2 separate regions of the Mus musculus genome follow, and region 2 is linked to region 1. The links are chromatin contacts, called in public promoter capture Hi-C maps. All regions are on one chromosome and are shown on one strand. Each heading gives the region's core, a stretch centred on a gene start, on an enhancer-like site or on the middle of the called end of the contact. The rest is flanking DNA. Distances are from core to core; before and after follow the strand shown.

Region 1 (3,849 bases), core at 743-3,242:
CCAGTAATTGGCTAGGACTTGAATTTCTCCTCTGACTTCAAAGCCTGGCTCATCCTACCTCATTGGCTTGCCACCCGTTGTCAAGATCATTCACGGGAGCTCTGGTTGGCATAGAAGACACAGAGGCTCACACTGCTGCTGTTGTCCTTCCTGTGGCCAGCAGTAAAGTTGAGATTTTCTGCTTCTCCTGTGTCTCTAAGTGTGTGGGACCACAAGGCCACATGCACCACCTTGAGAATAGGCGCTTCCGAATTCGACAGCATTTGCCGATTACTGTTTGAGCCTTGGGTGATCTTCGGGGTGTGTGTGTGTGGTGTGTGTGTGTGTATTAAAGACTTTTTTATTTTAATTATATGAGTACACTGTTGCTCTCTTCAGACACACCAGAAGAGGGCAGCAGATCCCACTACAGATGGTTGTGAGCCACCATGTGGTTGCTGGGAATTGAATTCAGGACCTCTGGAAGAGCAGTCATTGCTCTTAACCTCTGAGCCATCTCTCCAGCCCTTTGACTTTATTTTTTTTTTAATATATAAACATTTATTTTGGAGTATTTTAGGCTTATAGAAGAGGTCAAAAGAACAGTACTAAGAAGTTCCATATGGTCTATGGTCAATCTCTCATTAACACAGACGTTGTGTGATACATTTGATATAATTAGTGAACCAACAGTGATACCTACTAAAGTCTGTATTTGTGGGGTTTTTTTTTTTTTCCCACCATTTCTAATTCACTTTTTTTCTGGCCCACATTATCATATCACGTTCAGAGATCATGTCTCCATAGATACCTTTTTGTCCGTTGGTTTGGTTTGGTTTTCTGAGACAGGATTTCTTTCTCTACAGATCAGGCTGACTTCGAATTCAGAGATGAGCCTGCCTCTGCTGGGGTTAGAGGCATCTCCATATATTCTTGACTGTGACAGTTTCTCAGACATTCTTTGTTTTAATGACCCTGGTGGCTTGGGTATGATATTTTGTAGAGTGCCTGCTTATTGGAACGTGTCTGATGTTTTTCTCACCATCAGCCAGGACTTAGGAGTTTGGGGTGACCTCTTTATCCCGCGGAGTCGAAGGTGTGTACCAACAGTGTAGTTCGCCTCTCTTGGTTGATCTTCGTCATCCAGCCAAGGTTGTGGCTGTTCACTTTCTACACTGAACCTACCCTGTCTTCTTCTCTCCTTGTCTCCGTCCACCACATAAAGAAGACACTTTATTCTCTGCATGGGCACTGTGCGAAGCCCACAGGTAAGGCTTGGAGCAAAGCCCGTCACTTCTGAGCATGGAGTATCTATATAAATTGTTGGCGATTATTCTGTATCTTGAGAGCTGTCTCTTTCCCCGTTCATTTATTCCAGTACAGATTTAAGTGTGCACGGACTTTCAGATTTTCCCCTGAGTAACGAGGAGCACTCAGGCCTTTGCATCCGCTTTGGTGCCTGGGTGGCTCTCCGTGAAGCTGGGTGTGCTGCGGCTATCCAGGGTCTGTTCTGTTAGGCCAAGTGTACAATGGGCAGGAAGTTGTTGCCTCTGAGACTGAACTCCTTAGTGTAACTGCTAAGCATATACGTGTTACCTAAAACCTTAAAAACATCCAGGACTTCATCCTGCTTAGGGTGGCGACCATTTCTTGCCTTGATGGTGAAGAAACCTTTCCCAGCAAGCCTCAGAGCTTTTGTCTGAAACTGGCATCGGAGCAGCGCCACCTTGTGGTAAATACTGAGTCTTCCAGGAACAATGCCTTCTAAATTCTGAAACTCTTAACTGTTCAAGCAGCAAGTTTTAAAAAGAAAAATAGTTTTGTTCTTTAAAGGGAGGCCGCTACTTTGGTATATATTGTGTTATTACCAAGTTTAGATAAAAGATACATGAGTTATAGTTGTTCTAAAAACAAAAGGAAGTAACCTGGGATTAACAGTGGTTTCTGCTCAGTCACAAGGACACAAGGAGTTTGGATTCCTGCATTCTTGTCTGGCAAGTGCCTGTTAACTCTAGCCCCAACTCTGAGGGACCCGGTGCCCTCTCCTGGCCTCTGCGTGAACACAGGCATGGCTATCCTGTGCACACACGTTTTTGAAAGCTTCAACCTTATGTCAATCTCACTCAGCTTTAGTAGGATAATCAGATACATTGTAGCAGCTTTCGCTAATAAAAGCCCCGCAGGCACCTGGGCTGTGGTGTGTTCAGGGTAGAAAGCCGCCTTTCTGTTGTCTTGAACCCAGAACACTGACAGAGTCAGCCCCACTGCTGAGGAGGTTGCAGTGATCTGGGTCCCTGCCAGGGGAATGGTGACTAATCGCCCCGCCCAGAACATCACTGCATGGTGTCTGCAGATGTTTCAGCGCGCAGAAGGTGTGTGCTTTTCAGAGATCTCACTATCAAGCCTGTGTGTCAGACACAAGCCCAGTCTGCTCTTCCACTTACTGACCCTGTACAGTAAGGTCCTGACTGCCGAGATGGCTTTGTGGTTGAGGCCAGCGTGCTTCCTCAAGACAGCCAACACAGCACAGCAGCGAGCTGCCTTGTACTTTCAAGGACATGGGCAATGATGCATGATGGGTAGCCTTGCCACCTGGGTAGGAGCTGGAGAACAAGGAGGGACCTGGAGTTCAAGAATCCCTTTCCTTCCACTAATATTTTGAAAGGAAGGCTTGACCTCACCAGGTCGAGAGACTATTTTAAGATGAGCCTTTCATCTCTAAAATGAATCTTACATTGCTTTCAGTGTTTTCTATTTACAATTTAGAGCATGTTTTCCATAGCATTTAAACTCAGTTTCTGAGCCTTGCATTTATTAATTAATCTAAAATCATATTTAACATGAATATCACCTGAGACTGAGACTCACACAATTCTGGTAGGACGTGAAGGCTGGCTCAGTCTTTACCGTTTACTACACTTCTTTTTTTTTTTTTTTTAAGACTAGGAATTCTCTACTAGACATACTCTGTGGTTGTGGTAGAAGTGACAAGCATGCTCCTAAATAACTATCGTGTTGCTGCTCTGAGTTTATTTCAGCTCTTCATTTAGTGTAAACTCTGCTTAGGTTGTAGGACAGCTGATAAACTCAACGCAGGAGAGGTGAGATTAGGGACAGAAAATGCGTGTTACTATGTCAGGATTAAAGTTGGCTTCGAGTACGGAGCCCCGTCAAACATATAATAGTTGAAACAAGATACCTACTGCCCTTTCTTTTTAGCAGTGCACATTACCTTCAAGTACCTTGGTGCCATGAAGTTCCCCTCGTGGGGGAGGGGCTGGGAGGAGTTGGGCATGGTGGTGCTCCCATGTTGGTATTGAAGTGTAGGTGTTTCCTGGGGCTACGGTGGCGTGTTATCTCCATTTGGTGGTTTCAGCTGTTTGTCTCTCTGAGCCGCAGGCACCGTCCATAGAGTACTTGTCTGGGAAAATGCTTACCTTCTGTAGCTCCTGATGGCCACACCCTCCTCTCTCTACTTCTGTGGCAGTCTTATCCCCTCCTTTCTCATACTAACACCCATGTGTGTGGGACCTGTCTGGATGATTCCAGTTGGTTCCTCACCTTAGGTTTCTTATCCTAACCCCAGTTTCTGTAAGCCTCTAGAAATCAAGTGACTTGATTGGGGACGTGTCTTACCTTATTACACACTTCTAACACAGTGTTGCCTGAAGGCCTCGTGAAAACTTTCTAAGTTACTCTGCACACATGTCCACATCCCTTGCCAAAGGAAAGGGAGAAGAGGAAATAGGGACATTTCTCAGCACAGAGCCTCAGCTTCAACAAATGCATTGGAATTGTGTAAATGCTGGCACAATGAAGACAGAGAGCGGTTCTGCGTCCCAGTATATTCATATGTTCTGTTATAGTCGG
Region 2 (3,849 bases), core at 583-3,082, 64 kb after region 1:
GGTCATCCTGTGAGAGGAGGGGAGGCCTGGCATTCACTTCACCTCAGAAAAGGGGCTGCATGCACCAGAGATGGAGACATGGGAGCACTCCTGAACCCTGGCGTGCCTGCTGTTCCTCACAGCACCCTCGACACATCCCTCAGCTGTGGCTCTGGAGTGTGGACTTGTGGAGCCTTCCCCATTGCTTTGGGGTGCTCTGCCTTCTTCCTGTCCCTGATGAGTTTGAAAAGTGGGGGTATCACATGCATGTCCAAGGATCGGGGGTACCAGGGAGAACCTAGCAGTGGGTGAGTCTGGAAGGATCACCCACTACACTGCTGGCATAGGATCTTGCCAAGAGAGTCTATTGCCTCTCGGTGGATACAGATAGGGTTTGTAGGGATAAAAAGGCTACCTGTGGCCTCCCAATCTCTGCTGTGCAGCTTCAGCATTGTCCTTATCTGGGTACCCTGGTGTGCTGCAATATACCCGTGCTCCTTGGGACCCTGCACACAGTCTCTCCCTTTAGGCTCGTAGCTTTCAATGCCTTTTTCCTCACTAAACCTTGCATGCAGATTCACACTGCTGTCCCTTGTCCCAGGTATCCCTTGCTTTCCAGATGGAGGTTTTCCTAAAGTGGATGACTCTAAATTTAGACATCAAGAAAAGGTTGTTGTGTTGTGAATTTTTTTCCACGTGGATTTTATAAGAAATCAGGTTTAAAGCAAGATTTTGCTGAAAGGACCCTGATATAGCTGTCTCGAGTGAGGCTATGCCAGTGCCTGGCAAATACAGAGGTGGATGCTCACAGTCATCTAATGTATGGAACACAGGGCCCTCAATGGAGAAGCCAGAGAAAGTACCCAACAGCTGAAGGGGTCTGCAACCCTATAGGTGGAACAACAACATGAACTAACCAGTACCCCGGAGCTCGTATCTCTAGCTGCATATGTAGCAGAAGATGGCCTAGTTGGCTATCATTGGGAAGAGAGGCTCCTTGGTCTTGCAAACTTTATATGCCCCAGTACAGGGGAATGTCAGGGCCAAGAAGTGGGAGGGGGTGGGTAGGGGAGCAGGGTGTGGGGAGAGTATAGGGAACTTTCGGGATAGCATTTGAAATGTAAATAAAGAAAATATCTAATTAAAAAAAAAGAAATCAGGTTTAAGTGACTATAACATTGGTCCTCTTTCTGAGTCTAGCAAGCTTTTGGCTTATCTGTAAAATTAGTAAATTATAAAAGAACAGAAGGAGTAGGCTGGCAGCACCTGCCCTCCATACTTTAATGAATTCATGGGGATAGACATTTATTTACATAGGCTGTAAGTGTGGAGAAGGGTGGATGGGAAATGTCACACTCTCTTGAACACGGGTTTTCAAGACTGGATTAAAAGGCCTTCCTCGCTAGGCTGCCTGCTTTCCTCGGAACACACTAGCTATTTTGAGGTGTTCGTTTTTAGTTTATAAGATTCCAGTGTTACCTACCTCTGCACCATCCCCAGATTTACCCAGCTTGGCTCTGAAATTCTCAAGTCCCTTCATTATCTTCCTGTTTTGTCTTTGTAAGTCTTTGATGAGGGGGAAAACGGTTTTCACAGAATATTGAACAAATTACAGTAATTTAAAATTATGCATGCAATTAAGGAACTGTTTTTAGAGAGTATTAACTGTTGTCATACAGGAATGAATGTCATTTTGAAAATAATTGCAGTTTGCCACTTTGGCAAATTAAAATGACTTGCTCCGAAATGAGGGCTTGGTAATTTCGGAAGCATGCTGGTGATGGCTAGCCCTGTGGCCAGGGTCATGGCAGCCTGTGCCTGCGTGGCCCACTGGGATCCTTGCCACACGAGCCTCCAGGCTCCTGCCCAGCTGGTTCTTGCCTCAAGTGTTGTCATATGGCTGGTGCCAGCCCCTGCCCATAGATCTGGGAGCATTTGGCTTCTGATGTTTTTCTCTCCTGAAAGGAGAGGAGACCAGGTATAAAAAAGCAGCGACGTGGCCTGACTTTCCTTGGCTGGGCTCAGGGAGGTTGTACCTCGGGCCACAATCAAGGAGGACAGACTTTTCAATGTCCCTGCTTCTGTAAGCTTGAGTTGGCTGGTGCTTCTCCGGGTCCTCATTGTCAGGGGCGCTTCACTACCCTCCTGTGTCTCCATAAGTTGCTAGGTGGCCTTGCCACTTGGGAGTGTTAGCTAAAGAGAGCTTCCATGGTGAAGACTCTGAAGTCTCCTGCAGATGGGCAGGAGTGTATAGGATGAGTCCTCTCCCCCTTTCCTGTAGGCCACATAGTATGGCCACATAGTATCTGCTACAACCCTGCTGTGTGTCCTTGTTGCTCCAGGGACAGCAATTAGCTTTGTGTCCTGAGCTATCTTTGCCCTACCCGCTCAGAGCCTCTGGGTCCTCACCTCTGAAATGGAGACAACAAAACTGGCATCTCCCAGGGGTCAGAAGCTGGCAGGGGAAGCCCTTGGGGACGTGCCTGGCATGGCTCATGTGCCCAGGTGAGTTGTTTTTACTGCTGCTCCCCTCAGCTCTGGAAACTGTGACCGCACCAGGCTGCAGGCACTGGGGATCTTTGAGACGGTAGCTGTAACTCATGTAAGGGCTGCCAGCCTGCTGCTCTGGGCTGTGGATAGTCTAGGGCTGCACACAAGACAGTGTAGGTGGGAGACGGGTCTCCAGGGACCTCCCTCTGAAGACTCCACAAAATGGTGACGGGTAACAGTAGCTACATATATTTATTTAACTCTTGAAATGCTGGGTGTAGTGCTAAGTCAGTCTCTGTCTTTCTCTCTCCTTCCTTCACCCTCTCTCCTTCCTTCCCTCCCCCTGCCTCCCTCTCTCCTTGGTGGGGAAGGGAGTGTTATTATTTTGACACTCATTTTTAATCTTTTCAGCCACCTTGGCAATGGTACATTTGTTCTCATTTTTCAGCTGGGAAGTGGAGGGCTGGGGACACAGAGGATGGCGGGAGATCTGATTCTAAGCCTGCCCCAGTGTGTCTGTGGGTGCATTTGTCACCTGGTATCTTTACAGCCCTGCCTGCCAAGTCCATTCTCTTGGGAAGCTAGGTTGCCAGATCTCCAGGCCCTGGAAAGTCCAAATCTCCACCAAAGGTTTCCAAAGAGACCATGCTGAGAGGGTGGGGAGACACTGCTCACATCCTAGAGGGACCTGGAACACTAAAAAATGAAGACTGTTTGAGAGTCACTTATTCAGATCATTTAGCCTCTCTTTTTTCCCCCCTTAGGTTCTTGTATATCAGGAAAGGATAGGGAGGGAACGTGTAGTTGGCCAGCAAAATCGTCACACGCTATTCCTGCTTGTCCTGTGGTGGGCCTTAGGAGTTTGTATTTATGTGTATGCATCCTGTTTCAAACTGATTTCCCAGGCCTTTATAAACACCCACGCATTTCTTCAGCATAATGTTGTTTGTTTTTTCCATACTGATCTAGTTATTCAGAAGGGATTTTTTTTTAAAGAAAAAAGTCATTGTTTTTATTTAAACTTACAGTTTTTAAATACCTTTGCACTTAATTGTACTTGAGTCAAGTGGTGTTGTAGGGAGTGATGAACCTGTTTAACTGTATTGTAAGAATCAGTCAGCTTGTTTGCTAGATTCTCACATTTCTGAGTACCTTTTCCTCTGTTCTACACACACACATATTCACTCATACACTCACACAGATACACACTCTCATACACACTCACACACTCACTCTCACACACACTCACATGCACACACACACACACACTCTCACATTCACACACTCACACACACTATCACACAAACACACTCTCTTTCCACATATACACACACTCACACACACTCTCTCACATTCACACAGACACACTCACACACCTCT

What was found. Capture Hi-C pulls out chosen DNA fragments and counts their contacts.
Region 2: a promoter capture Hi-C map of adipose tissue shows a contact between it and region 1. The contact joins two enhancer-like sites. A contact is called at or near these places in 3 of 39 promoter capture datasets (the 3T3-L1 cell line, epiblast stem cells and hippocampal neurons), 3 of 484 Hi-C or Micro-C datasets (brown adipocytes, colorectal tumor organoids and uterus), 1 of 115 datasets of contacts at active chromatin or transcription factors (embryonic stem cells) and 3 of 9 other capture datasets (adipose tissue, liver and pancreatic islet).

The regions. Positions count from the first base shown.
Region 1 is chr2:59,743,964-59,747,812 of GRCm38.p6, forward strand. All of the region lies in intron 4 of Tanc1 (tetratricopeptide repeat, ankyrin repeat and coiled-coil containing 1), which reads left to right. Among named protein-coding and RNA genes, the nearest start is that of Tanc1, 130 kb to the left of the region's middle. Within about 2 kb of position 1,993, at least 49 of the 459 cell types and tissues checked have an H3K27ac peak or open chromatin away from gene starts, as enhancers often do. A contact at or near this core is called in adipose tissue, where this site is marked.
Region 2 is chr2:59,808,404-59,812,252 of GRCm38.p6, forward strand. All of the region lies in intron 16 of Tanc1 (tetratricopeptide repeat, ankyrin repeat and coiled-coil containing 1), which reads left to right. Among named protein-coding and RNA genes, the nearest start is that of Wdsub1, 72 kb to the right of the region's middle. Within about 2 kb of position 1,833, at least 15 of the 459 cell types and tissues checked have an H3K27ac peak or open chromatin away from gene starts, as enhancers often do. A contact at or near this core is called in adipose tissue, where this site is marked.